Regions from separate parts of the Gossypium arboreum genome. Here region 1 is linked to region 2. A link is a contact called in public Hi-C data. All regions are on one chromosome and are shown on one strand. The core of a region is the stretch at or near the end of the contact, and the rest is flanking DNA. Distances in the headings are between cores, read along the strand shown.

Region 1 (4,198 bases), core at 775-3,274, 190 kb after region 2:
GTACTGTCTTCCTTGCATGTAAGTAAGCCAAGCCACTGAGTATTTGCCTTGTGTAACTTCGGATAACAGGTTCCTTGAATGGTCCATATTCACCTAGTAATTTGTGTACTGAACCCCCTGAAACGTATTCCAAGTAAACCGAAAGCTTGTCTGATCCCTGCATAAATTAAACTTGGATTGTTTCAACTTATTGACCAAACTTGTAAACAAATTGGATTAATAGACATGTAAAGGCTGCCAAGCCGAACCAGTTCGCTCCCATAATATTGGACAATGTTTGGATGAGACAACTCACTAAGCAAGGATATCTCCTGTTTCGCATTAGAAGAAAGAGATTCTAATCAATAACCCCCAAACATTGCCATGAAAGAAACGATGTTTTAAGACACTGAGATTTTGTAAAAACCAGACCAACCTGGTTCAGTTGTTTGAGACATTCTTTTGATGGTTGATCATCTGTAATGACCTTAACTTCCTTCACTGCACACATTGTTCCATTTTCACTGTTGGAAAAAGTAATATATAAAGCTTTTTCTTTTGAATTCATTCATATGAAAGGGCAATGAAATTATATCAAATATTTTACCTATTAAATCCAGCATAAACATGTCCAAATGTCCCTCTTCCTAGAAGCTTCCCTTTCTTCCATTTAGATGGAGATTTCGTTGGAGGTTTATTAGGTGAAGTAGGAGGAGGAAGGGGAAGACGATGACATGGATGTTTCTCAGTTGGGGATTCTAAACTGGCATCCCATGGTGACAGATATCGAGGTGATTGATGCATATACGAAGCTTTTGATCCTGAATTTGAGCCTTTTGACCATAAGTTGCTGTTATTTTCTTCATATACTCTACAACCAAATCATAAACTATGTCACTTATATATCAGAGTTTTTATATTAATATTTTCTAAAAGAATCATGTGAGCACCGTAGCTTTAATGATGTTAACAACAGGGGAACCACCAGATGAACGGTATAAAATATCCAGCTATTATATTTGCCTTTTCTTCATTAAGGCAAAAGAAAATACATTAATTAGTATTACAAGTTTGGTAGATGATAACCGACACATTTCTGCACATAGCTTTTCAGGCACTTAAATTATAAATTATATGTTAAATAATTTGTCATAAATGATAATTATATCTTCTATTTTACTTTTTGTTTTTGTTAATAATTTTTATGCTAAATATACTCGATTGTTTACTGTAACATTGTAGCAATTCATTTTATCATTTTTTCTTTAATTTTTAATCAATTTCTTTTTAGTTTAAAATGCCTAAATTTACTTAAAATTTAAATATAATTTAATTTTATAATAATTCAATATTTTCATTATTTTTAATGTTGTATATAATTTGATAAAGAAATATAAAACAAAGAGGGTGAAGTTTTCTGAAAATCAAACCAGTATTGAGTGGAAATTTATGGAATTTTCACTAAAATCTGTATCAGATAGTTATTATTTGATCTTCATGAGCAAAACAGAAGATGAAACAAGTTTTTTAAGGAACTTGAGAATATAAGCTACAAACCTGAAGGAACTGAAATCCCCATGAATATCATCATCATCATCAGAAGAAGAAGAAGATTCATTTGAGGTAAAACTTGAAACTGACACCCTTTCTGAACCAAAACTTGAACCCCTTTGATGGGACTCCATTGATGCCCTACATGAAGAAGCTGAAGGCTGTGGCAATGGATAAGCTTTCTTCTCCCTACTTTTACTTCCTAAATCTGAATCAGAATCCCACAACACTGAACACCCATGAAAGGAGATTGGATGAACTTCAATATCATAACTGTTTCTCGGAGATTTTTTACTCGCTGCAGCTGCTTCATGCAAGCCTTTTGGCTTCTCCATGCTATGTTTATTGTTGTTCCTTGTTGTATATGTTTTCTTCATGCTCTTTTCTTCCATATAATAAAGCACTGTGTGAGGAAGAACTAAGTTTGTTTTAGGCTGAAGTTGTGCTTTATGAACCCACTTGTTTATATAGTGGTTAACATTAATGTGATACCGCGTGCTTGCCTGTATATACACGGGTGTGTTTATCTACCGAGGCCTTCCACTGGCTACTTGGTTTGAAATGATTTAATGTACGTCCAATCCTACGGTAAAATTTTATGACAATCCATTTTTGATATAAAATTAACTTCAGGTATCTTTTGATTTTCGAATTAAAATGGATGGTACCTGGATAGAGTCAGGTCTTCTCCATTTTTGGTTTGTTTTTGGATAGGAAATCAATATTACTTGGAAGAAACTTCGAAAATAAGCATATATCTAAGGACATTTACTTGACTCTTTGATTATCTGCAATTAGTTTAGATGTTCATTATAAGAGCAAAAGATTGGTCAGATTATTACATAATGATGACGAATTTATGATTCCAAAGCAAAACAGAAAAACATATTGTCACTTCTTAAATTCTCCATTTTAAAACAATATATCAGAGCAGATCAAATACATTCAATTATGAGCATCTTTTCAACTGCACAGCCTTGTCCTTAAATATACCATTAACCACTTTTTTCCTTAACAGTCAATCACTAACAAAGATCTTGCATCTTGTTGTATCAGACAACCTTTTCTTTTTATATAGGAAAGGATTGTAACTTGTTAATGGAGGGAAACTTGCTAATAGAAGAAAGTGTTAGAAAACCCAACAATTTCAACCCTAACTTATTAAATGTCACCTTTCGAAAAACAGACATAAGCTTTTTGGTTTTAATGCTTTGTCTTCTTCTGCACATTTGACTTGTCTGCAACTTCTCCAATACAGAAAATTGCTTCCATGAGAAAAACACAGATTTGGAAAATTCAAACAAGTGCAAGCCACGAAGACAACATTCAGTACTCGTCAACTTGGTTTCAACTGCATGCATGCCGCCCTGGTGGACATGGCAGTGGATAAATTATTGATGAAATACATGGCATCAAAATGCTCTCCGCTACATTTTAGATATTATTGGTTTTGTGTCCCATTATAATAAAACCGAAGTGGACCTTACTGCATTGATGAATTGTCTTTGTCAGCTAAACAATTTGCAAAACCAGCAACTACCCCCCCCCCTCCTCTTATGGTGGAAAACCGCTGCCTTTCCTTTTCTGTTAAATGTCCACAACCTATATGATGATGTATGTTAGTTTTCTTATTTAGGGTGGACCCTTTAATTATGCATGAAAACTATGGAAACTTTTGACATTAGAATTCACAGTTTTGGCCATTGTTTCAAAGACATTAAACTCGGCAGATGATTGGTTATTCTCGTATACACTACAAGAAAAATGAGTATTTTGTAGATGTTAAATTTAATTTTTAAAATACTAATTACAATAACTAAATTAAATTATTGCTAAATATTATAAAGTTAGCAATGACTTTAACATATGTCGTGTAATTTAATTTTCTTTCTATTAATAGTAACAACACGATTTGTCGTGATGAATTATTAGTAAAAGGTATAGCAACTAAACAAGTTGTTGCTAAACCTTAAAATATTAGTAAGAACCTTAAAATGTTGTTACAACAAAGTGAATTGTTAATGAAATTTGTAACGACTAGAAGAGTTGTTAAACGCTAAAATATTAGTAATAGCCTTAAAATGTTATTACTTAATTTAATTTTATATTTATTCATTGCAACGACACGATTTATCGTTATGAATTATTAATTAAATTTGTAATAACAAAATAAATTATTGTTAAATGTTAAAATATTAACCATAATCATAAAATGTTGTTACGTATTTTAATCTTCTACTTATTGATTACAACAAAATGATTTGCCGTTATCAATTATTAAAAAAGTTTGTAATGATAAAACAAGTTATAAGTCATTTACACATATTTAAACGTGAGTATACGTAAAAAAAACTGGAAAAAAGGGAACATGTACGTGTTCGATGTAGCTGTTTGCTTTGCCTTTCATGGAGCAAATGATTATGAAAATCTCAAATTCGATGTCCTTCTGTCTTGTCTACTCATAGTTAAGCAACTTGATTCAGTTTCCCTGGCGCAACCCTTCCTAAAATTTCTTTATCAATAAAAAGAATAGGACGATCACTTATTATTTAGTGCCTGATTCATCGAACATAGTACAAGGAGCTGCTTCTCTAACAATGTTTGATACCCTTTCAAATTGAATGTTGGATATACATTCATATATTAAGTCGTCGATATTATCACTAAA
Region 2 (4,698 bases), core at 1,367-3,866:
GGTTGAGTACAGATCGATTTCTTTAGCCCATATGTCAGATAAATCTGTAAATGTGTCTCGCCGAGTTACATCGTAAACTGTAATAGTACAAATGTAATAATTAGCATCATATGAGGAGCCACTAAGATGAGAACCAAAAGCAATAAATAAACCAGCTGAGTATTTGAATACATAGAAACATGGAGTCCCCTACCTTAGTTGAAGGGAATAACGTACTTAAATCTGTCTGGTAGCTAAATTGATTTATGGTCAGAGATCAAATTATCTTGAGCCAAAATTTTGCAAGAGAAAAGGTGACTTTGGCAGACCAAAAAATTAGCATCAGTGCTAAAATAATAATAAAGTGGGTAGAAAATCAATCTACAGCTAGATCTGAGGTTTTTAAAGCAGCATCTTTTCTGCACCCATCTCTTAAACAAGAAATCAAAAATGTTTCTCAATCCTATGTAGAACGACCTAACAAACCGGCCTAAAACGAACTAGTAGATGCTTGCTTTTGGTTACTAACACTTTGATCCTATGTTGGGAACAACTACCATTGGAGCTAACCTTGGAAGGTTGGCATGACTCCTAGGTTGATCCAATTTTGGAATGTCCTGGAAAGCTTGGCTTGGAGACATAGATACAGATATTGTTAAGTAAGTTCACTTCTTAAACTTCTTTGGAATACAAGTGTTTTCCTTCCCATCTCTTCATTGAACAAACAGTTAAGTGGGTATAACTTTCATGTAATTGCCTTTATATTCATTATCCATGTAATTTACCTTCCACTTTCCTATGTTCAAGTTCAAGTAACCCCTCTCAATCCCATTTATCCATCATTTTAACACATTCATGCCCACTTTTCCTTTATAACCATTTCCTTTTAACTTCCCTTTCCAAGGCCTATAAATAGAGGTTTGAATGTCTCCTTTGGAACTTTTTGATATTTTGGCAAACTTAGCACTCTAAAGTTCTCTCTGCAACTTTCTTTCTACAATCACAACCACTGTAGCTCTCATCTTTCTAAACCCCTTATTGTGTCCATCATCACCACCTGCCACCGCACTTGTTTTCCAGAGTCTGCTCCGATCTTCCTCTCTGCTATCTCTCCACAACATCTCGTTTTGCTGAAATGTAACGTCTCCTCACCTTACCACAAATGACCCAATCTACCCTCATTGTGAAGTTCATTTCATCATAGGAAGCGTGACGCCAGAATATCTAATAATGATGATAACTAACATATACCAATAAGAACTTCAAAAGTATGATTACTGATAAAAATGAAAAAAAAAATTTGAAGCAAAGAAGGAAAATAAACTTCACGTAAAAAAAATTTGAAGCAAAGAAGGAAAATAAACTTCACGTACGAAACGAATTCTTAGCACAAAACCTCCAGCATCATTATGTTGATCATGTTTAACAACACAGATACAAATTATAACAACTGATGTGCCACAGAAGTAAATAGAAGACCGCTAGCAAGAGATGAATGAAGTCCCATACCCATAATTATCCCTTGTGCTCCTCTATAATATGAACTTGTTAGCGTTCTAAATCTTTCCTGTCCAGCTGCATAAAGTGAAGTTATGAATAACAACTTATTTCTATTCAAATCACCAACTCATTTTACACCAAACAAACACAATGTATAAACAATACCAAATTCTACAAACATCCTATAGGAGGTGTCCAAGGAGAATAAGAGCTCCTTGCAGATAATTCATACTTAGTCTACAGTTGATATGGAATATGGAAACAGATTGCAAACTTGGACAGTCCTCTCTTTCAAATTAACATGGAGTACCATGTCAAATACACGTGCGTGTATATACCTATATATATATGGATGAAGTTTGCAACTTCCACCAATATCATGATCTAGTGCATAATACATTCAAATGTGCTCTAAGAACTTAAAACGAAAGCAATAAACATTGAAAATTTCCACACAATATCTAATGCTATATTCTATCTTAACCATCAAAGGGAAAAAAAATCCTAAAACAAACAAAAAAAAAAACAATGGAAAAGGCAAAAGAAACAGGATCTGACGACGTTTACCAGTGTCCCAGATGGCAAGCTTCAGCTTTTTCCCTCCAATGGTAACGTGCTTCACCTTAAAATCCACACCTAAAAGGAAAAAAAAATCAAATCACTCAGTCTTCAAAATTTTTAAAACAAGTTAACCAAAAAAGAATAAAGAAAAAGGAAGATAGGTAAGGTTACCAATGGTAGGATTGAGTTCCTCAAAGGTATCTGAAGTAAAACTCAAGAGCAGAGTGCTCTTCCCCACACCCGAATCCCCTATCAGTAACAACTTAAACAAACAGTCAAACTCAGGTTGACTCGTCGACGATGCCTCCATCTTTTTCCAATATCTTAAAAACTACGAGATTTATATTGCAATTTGGATCTGGAAAAAAAGAATGGAGGAATGAAATTTGTATGTTTCCAGAGAAAATCAATGCGAAACAGAAAGTAAAGTGTAAGAAAGAAGAATCTAAAATCTTCTATAAGTCTTCTTTTCTGTCGGTCTCTATAACAAAGCTTAAAATAAGCGTTTTTTTTTAAAAAAAACCCTGCTCGATTACTTGCTCAAGCGGTTTGGGATTGGCTTTGGTGCGGTATAGAGTAGGCTAGCTGATTTACTCCTGCCTTTATGGCTGTTGACTCGTAATAGTAAAAATTATGCAGATAGGTTAAAATATGCTGCTAGTCCTTGTACTTCTATATAATTTGAGATTTAGTCCCTATCCTTTAAAAGTTAAAATTTCAATCCTCCTAATTTTTTCAATTTAATAGGTATTTTCCATTAAAATTTGTTAAGTTAAGGTACTTATTTTTCATCAATCATATGCCACATCACATTAGGGCACAGAGGTATGCATGGGCCCGGCCGGGGTGGGTTCGGGCGGGGCCCAACTAAAAATTTAGGTCTATTTGCTAGGCTCAAGCCTGGCCTGGCCCGAAAAATGGGCCTAAAATTTTGCCCAAACCTGACCTGGCCATATATTAATTTTTATATTATTTTTATATAATTTTAAAATATATATAAACCATAAAAATACTAAAAATCAAAATAAATATTTCTCAACAAATTGAAAATAAATTTTAAAAAATATGTATACTTAAATAACACTAAAATAAATACAATTTAACAAGCAAATGCCTCTAAAATAATAACAAAATTAGCAAATGTCTTTAAAATAATAAAAAATTTAACAATAAAATAAGTTTTATATAATATCCAAACAATAACAACAAAATAGTATCAACATAATACTAAAATAGTAGCAAAATAGGGAGAAAATAATAAGAAAATAATATTAAAAAACAATTTTTTTCATTTAGTAAATTCAGGCCGGGCCCAGGCCAAAAATGTCTTACCCGAGGCCCAACCCATTTTTTAAACGGGTCTTACTTTTTTGCCCAAACCCTCCCACATTTTGGGCGGGCCTTCGGGCCGGGTCGGGTAGCCCGGCCCATGCAGACTTCTAGGCACAAGGCACTATGCCAATTTGACAAACTTTGACAAAAAATACTTATGATTTTAATAATTGGACTAAGTTCTGTAAAAATTAAAAAGTATAAGAACTTGATTTTAAATTTTTTAAGTATAGAGACTAGATCATAAATTTTGACAAAGTATAGTGACTATCCAACAAATTTTAACCATGAAGATATTAAGATTAGTAAATAGTGTGAATGATCATTTATTTTATCATTTTTCTTGTATCCGGTCAGCTAAATCCTACAATTTATATCTTGTACTTTTTTTTATTACAATATGTTACTTAAATTTTAGGGTAAATTGCCTTAGTTAGTCACCCAACTTTAAGACACTTTTATTCTGGTCACTTAAAATGAAATTCTTGCAATTTTATCACCCAGCTTTTAAGACACTTTCATTTTAGTCACACAAGAGTTAAATATCTAACGACAGTTAACTGTACATGCCACATCATATTTACACTTTCATTTTAGTCACTTAATTTTTAGGCTGCTTTCATTTTGGTCACCCAAAAAATATATCTCTTTAAAGTATTGATCGAGATAAAAAAATTATATTAAGGATTAATGTAAAAAAGATAGAAACTAAAATAATGCATTAAAATTGTCAAATTGTACTTGTTTACCCATTTTCTAGAAGTTTTAAATTTCTTTTTTAAATATTGAAATTTTAAATCTCAAAACATAAAAATCAATTAAATAAGTTATTGAAAAATTTATCCATTAATAGTGTTAGTCGATTTGTTACCATAATATTGAAATTAATTAATTTAATCACCTTCTAAAATTTAAAATTTATTTTATGTTTCCAAATTAAAATAAACTCAAATAACTTAACTCTTATAGTTGCCTATGAAACACAAATTCTTGAATATTCCATATTAAGCTAAAAGCAAAGAAAAATTCTTGCAATCAATTAAATTAATTAATTTTATCTTTCATGCCAAACAAAACTCATAAATTTTTCATCACTTCTTTACCCAAACGAAGAACATGTAACTTTAATTAATTGTAAGAATTTTTTCTTTTACTTTTAGTTTAGCATGGAAAATTCGAGATTATATAATAAAAAATTAAACTTTGTAGGCAATTATTAAATATGAGTTATTTGAGTTGATTCCGTTTAAGGATAATTTGGAAATATAAAATAAAATTTTAAAATTTAGAAGGAGATTAAATTAATTAATTTCAATACTATAGTGA

Evidence for each region. Hi-C and Micro-C count contacts between places; a contact is called where the count stands out from the background.
Region 1: a contact with region 2 is called in a Hi-C map of leaf, with 2.8 times the contacts expected there. The contact joins the promoter of LOC108475630 here to the promoter of LOC108475012 in region 2. A contact is called at or near these places in 2 of 5 Hi-C or Micro-C datasets (both in leaf).

What each region holds. Positions count from the first base shown.
Region 1 is chr3:125,787,403-125,791,600 of ASM2569848v2, forward strand. It overlaps LOC108475630 (mitogen-activated protein kinase kinase kinase 3-like), which reads right to left and starts at 2,025. Exons shown (of 9, transcript XM_017777613.2): 1 at 1,537-2,025; 2 at 587-850; 3 at 416-503; 4 at 249-311; 5 at 1-157. The coding sequence starts at 1,922.
Region 2 is chr3:125,598,194-125,602,891 of ASM2569848v2, forward strand. It overlaps LOC108475012 (probable protein phosphatase 2C 11), which reads right to left and starts at 2,617. Exons shown (of 16, transcript XM_053026312.1): 1 at 2,212-2,617; 2 at 2,047-2,115; 3 at 1,489-1,554; 4 at 1-77. The coding sequence starts at 2,350.